Regions from separate parts of the Mus musculus genome. Here region 1 is linked to region 2. Evidence: chromatin contacts called from public HiChIP or PLAC-seq data. All regions are on one chromosome and are shown on one strand. Each heading gives the region's core, a stretch centred on a gene start, on an enhancer-like site or on the middle of the called end of the contact. The rest is flanking DNA. Distances are from core to core; before and after follow the strand shown.

Region 1 (2,700 bases), core at 99-2,598, 800 kb after region 2:
TGAAAGTTCTGCGGCAGCGCACATTGGCATTCCAAATTGTATGCATAATTATGTTTTACTATATGCATTCAGATGTCACTCAAAGCACTTTTCAAATATCCAGTCTGAACCTAGAAGAGAAAACTCTCTAAAGACACCAGGACAAGTTAAGGCAGATCGAGCTCCAGTACTGCAGATTCCACAGAAGTAGAAGAAAATATTATCACTTTTTCAAACTAAGATTTAACTGAGGAAAAAGAGTTTATCGACACTACAAACATGGTTGGCATTAAAAGGAAATATAAATTTGTCTAGATGAACAACCTAGGAAGAGAGAACTTCTCCAGTGCCTGGAAAATGAATTGTTTAAATAGCAACATGGATATGCTTCACATGGCTATATGAGGGATATTGCTAAAAAAATAATAAAAAGTAAAAAATAATAACAACCAAAACAATAAGATCTCAAATTTTATTTTTAAACGTGATTTATCAAGAATTAAAACCAATATATGTTTTAATAGCTCCATTATCTAACCCTTAACACTAACTAAAATTGTGTGTGTGGGGGGGTGGTGTGCGCGCGCGCGTGCACAGACACACACGCGCGCGCGCGCGCGCTCATGCGCGTGCAGAAACACACTTTCCCCAGAACATACAGTTTGGAGTTCAGGCTGCCCCTTGCCTCCATTCAACCGCCACAAAAGCAGTCCTACAAAGACAGAGATTCATATAACTTTACCCATGTCAAAAATAAAGAACAGTTAAGTCTCTTGCCCTTGTTCACTCCGTGTGGCTGCTCGGCCCCTGTAGCTATAATTGCTTCTCTGGATAATTCCATAACCCATTTCTCAGAACAAATGACATGCAGGAATTTCTTCAAACTCCTTCCAACAACTTCCCTGGGGTAGGTGGTGTTAAGCGATAGAATCGCATGGATGCAGAGGGAATAAGTTGAAGCAGAGTAAAAGGTGACCCACTCAACTCAATGCAGATTGGCCTGCCTGGAACTCCGCTGCAGGGCAGCCAACAGTTTACTCTCTGCACCTGCATATTCCCCCTTTTCTCTCCATCCCCAAACCCCAGAAGACAGAGGTGGGCCCAGTGGGAACTACCTTGCCAGTCAGGATTTGAGCTCGGACAGTGCGACTGACGAGCGCCTCTACATCTTGCCGCGCCTCCTCCTTTTGCACCGCCGTAGGGGTGTTGAAGGCGATCTTCACCATGGTGAATCTTCGGGCTGCGCGGTAAGGCGCGGCTCGAATCAGTATCTTGGGCTGCAGGTTGAAAGAGGAGAGGATCGCGCTTGCTTGAGCAGCACTTAGTGTCTCCTCTCCCAGTCTTCCACAGGCAGCAGCGAGCTCAGGTCTGGGCTTACTTATGACGCAGTCCCAGGCTGGGTGGGAGAGGGTGGGCGGGGCCAGGGAGGTGCTGAGGGAGGAGCGGGAGGGGGCCCGAGCTCTGCAGTGCAACCGAGTGGGGGTGGGTAGCTGCTTAGTTGGAAAGAGAGGGGAACTGGAGCTGATGGCCGGCTTAGGGTAGACATGCCTCACCTGCACCCCAGGCATGCTCCTACTGCCTTCTGCACCCTCAGATAAGAGCAAGGCAGGAAGGAAGCTTGCCTGTCGTGTCTTTCTGCTTCTGTCTGGACCACAATAGCCCCTGACTCTGTTTTCCCAAACTTGGGCCTGGCCCCCCGCGGGGCCAGGGACTGTAACTTGGAGCCAACCCAAGGTTTCTGAGTTCTGCAACCCACCCAGGCCAGAAAGCACAGTTCCCTGACTGTTCTACACCTTTAGACTATCTTCCGTTTAAAGAACACCCAGAAGTCAGTTTGTAGTTGCTTGTTTCATAGTCCAACATTGTTTTTCCTTTCATGCTTTTTGTTTTCTTTTATAATTTTATTTTTCCAACTTAAAGCAATGTTAGATGAGGAAGACGGGGCTTTTGTCTCCCTAACTCCTCATTTTGCAGACAGGACATGATAAGATCCAGAGAAGGGAGGGTAGAAAGCTCTTTCCTAATGAATCAGTGAAATAACCCAGATTTCTTTCTCCCTGATCGGGATAGCCAGAGTAAGGTCTCAGCCCAGAGCCTGTTTCTCTTCAGCCACCAGCTGTGTAACCAGCGGGGGGTGGGTAGGGGGAAGCAGGGGTGTGTGTACCTATGTGTTCAGGGATGTAGGGCATACACAATATAACCAGATGCTGGTGTGGCTCTCATAGGAAAACTATCTGACGGACTGGCTTACAAAGCATTGTGAAGATTTACATGGATATCCGTCTAGTAGAGTTAAAGTGTTTCTTCAGTCAGCTCTCTTAAACTGGTGACATAAAGAGCCTAACTAATGAAATTCAAGCTGTGGTGGCTGGTGATTTAGAGTTGGTGGTAGAGAGTTTATAAATAGTCTTGCTACATAAAACAGAATAGAGGTCTGTTGTATGAAGGGAGCAATACAAAACAAAGCCCCAACAAAACAAAACAAAACACCGTTTTACTAGAGAATTCCCCACCTACTCATCAACTTAACTGAACAGACTTGAATATGCTGAGTTGCTTCCCTTCTGTCCAAGAAATTCTAACTTGGAGTTTTTCCCATGGAGATTGTTTTGCCTCTAAAGCCCTCTCCTGTCTTGACTGTGGGGGCTTTGCAAAGACAGAGTTCATATTCTCTGATAGGTCACAGATGGGAAGGTGGATGGAGAGGAACAGTAAGGAGCT
Region 2 (2,700 bases), core at 121-2,620:
ATCTCCTTGATTTCAAAACAATTGCAGAGACAGGGATTTAGAACCACTGAATTTAAAAAGGTAGTGCCTGCCAGTCTATTTGCATACCATTGAAAATAGCTAAGAAGACAAAAAAACGTTCTTGTCCCATGTGGTTGATTAAATTGTATGACTTCTTAGTCTAATGTTAACCTAGTGAGTTTAGCCCTAAGTTACAAAGTAGGTCATAGGTATTTCTACTAGTTGTCTGTAAGTTGATAGGGCTTTCTTTCTGTAGTCTTGAGTCAAATGGCCAGTTTCTAGCAGCGTGGTGTGTTGCAAGGAAATTCCTTAACCTGTCTGAGTCACTTTTCTCTTTACCTAAGAGAGGGGCCTGGGGGAGGGTAGAATGAGAACTATGATGAGAATGAAGGAGTGGGGGAAAGAGGGACATCCTGTCTCAATTATAGGATGCAAAGAAGGTGAAAAGTGTGAAACTTTGAGCAGGATGTAAAGTGAATTAAGTAAGAAGAAAACAAAGCATGAAAGTGCCTCGTGAAAAGTCTAGGTCAGCCCCCAACTGGTTGGTTTACGTGCAGCAGCAGCCGCTGAACACATTCTTTCCACATTTAAATCTGCATTACAGAAGCTCCAGGGTAGCCTTAAGATGGGAGCTTGAGGCCGATTTTGCACTTCTGGCTGAGTCGTAAAGGTGCTGGAGGCTTGAGGAATGCCACCTCAACAGTTTGCCATTTTGAGCGTGCAACAGAGGCAGTGAGCTACACTTGCTGACAGGCTGATTAGACGATCAGAGCTCTGGCCAAGAACCAAAGCCGAAAGAATGCAGATGTTCAGATTAGCAGCTTAATTCAAGGCAGATAAGGCAGGGCAGTTATCCACAATCTCTGAGGCATTTGGTAGAATCTGCCATCAGTTCAACTTTGCTCCAACCAACCCAATTTTCTTACCTGCTGATTCCAAGCTTCACAGTTTAAGGTCCTTTTGCTCCCTGAAGCAAGATCCAAATCTTCAGAAATTCCAACCTGCTAGTCTCCTGGTGAGCTAACCCTGGATGGTGAGCTGCAAATAAGTCTGGATATTCGGGATGGTCCACTCCATTCACAGGGCTCCTGCTCTTTAGGAATGTTTCTTTTCCAGAGGAGAGAGGTCAGGCCATGGCACATTTGCTAGCCAATAGACCTCGACTCTTCTTCCTGTTTCTTAGTACTTCTCAAGCCGCTTCAACCCCGCCAGAGTTTGGCTTCCCTGGTTTAAAGTGGGGGAAGGGAAAGAGCGGAGAGGGAAGAAGAATAGAAACTGGAGACTTGCACGTAATATGCACAAATGAGTGTTTATCTCTGGCTACTGCAATAGAATCCTCAGGAAGTCATGCAGCTGCTCTGAGGTGGGAAGTAAGGAGGAGTGTCTGCTGTTCAGCTTACTTCTCTCTGATTTTTATGACTGGAGGGTGCTTAGGCTATTTGTAGGCGGGGAAAAGATAATCCTACCAGTATATGCTAATATATCTGGCATTATGTGAAACTTGATCTTAAGATATACTTCCTCTTTACCTCTCTCCTTCCATATATCCTCTCTCCTTCACAGGCTGTATGTGTGTGTGTCCCCCTCCTTCATGAAATTTGTGATTCTATAAGAATTTTGAAAAGCATTTTTCTTTTTGATTGTCTCATATCCTAGGAGGAAAAGGACATGCCAATCTAGAGTGTGCTAATTAGAACCTGAGGTGTGATTTGATGTTGAAGACAAATTGATAAGATTTTGAAGTAAACTGGGTGAATGAACTACTTTGAATTTTACTATGAAAGTCCTGTGTTGGGATACACACACACACACACACACACACACACACACACATTGTGTAAACGTAGCCTTATTATTAATAACTAGTTGGAAGGACTTGTAAATGTCCTTATAACAGTGGCTTTCTGGCCAGTTATGGGCTACAAGAAAGAAATTTCTCAAATTTTCCATCTTTAGGCAGCCTAATGACTTTACAGTCACTCTTTATCCTCTTCCACGGAATCCTTGGATGCAGTGGTAATGATGATGCTTGGGAGAAAAGGTCGTCCAAGAACATTTAAAAGGGAAGCAAACATTTGGATTCAAGAGCAGACTTTAATCCTATCTTGGGAATTTTATTGCTATTTTAGCCAGTATTTATTCAATGGAATTGAGTTTATAAGAGATACAGAGTATAAAGTTTTACTTCCCCTCCAGTATGTGTTGTTTTCAAGGAGTTTGAGTTATGGCAGAAGGGGTATTTTTTTTTAGATACTGAAGAAAAGTGCTTTAAGATAGCACCACTTGGGGCTGGTGAGATGGCTCAGTGGGTAAGAGCACCCGACTGCTCTTCCAAAGGTCCAGAGTTCAAATCCCAGCAACCACATGGTGGCTCACAACCATCTGTAATGAGATCTGATGCCCTCTTCTGGTGTGTCTGAAGACAGCTACAGTGTACTTACATATAATAAATAATAAATAAATCTTAAAAAAAAGAAAAGATAGCACCACTGTTGGTGTAGCATCGAGGGGGTGCCCCCCCCCTCTGACTTCTTTATTTCTTTAGTTGTGTCTCTGTTCCTGAGTGATGGGAAGAACAGGCTTTCCATCAGCTCTGACAGGGCTTCACTTTCTATTAGCTGCTCCAATCTTACTGTGTTTTCTGGAACTGACTGCATTCCATTTCTCCTTTCCTTCTCTCGCCATCCTTTCTTCTCCATC

What was found. HiChIP or PLAC-seq counts read pairs in DNA pulled down with a chosen protein or histone mark.
Region 1: an H3K27ac HiChIP or PLAC-seq map of double positive thymocytes shows a contact between it and region 2, with 5 times the contacts expected there. The contact joins the promoter of Itm2a here to the promoter of Cysltr1 in region 2. A contact is called at or near these places in 2 of 39 promoter capture datasets (cranial neural crest and embryonic stem cells) and 1 of 115 datasets of contacts at active chromatin or transcription factors (double positive thymocytes).

The regions. Positions count from the first base shown.
Region 1 is chrX:107,402,012-107,404,711 of GRCm38.p6, forward strand. It overlaps Itm2a (integral membrane protein 2A), which reads right to left and starts at 1,349. Exons shown (of 6, transcript NM_008409.2): 1 at 1,095-1,349. The coding sequence starts at 1,205.
Region 2 is chrX:106,602,309-106,605,008 of GRCm38.p6, forward strand. It overlaps Cysltr1 (cysteinyl leukotriene receptor 1), which reads right to left and starts at 1,371. Exons shown (of 4, transcript NM_021476.5): 1 at 927-1,371. All of the region lies in intron 1 of Gm5127 (predicted gene 5127), which reads left to right.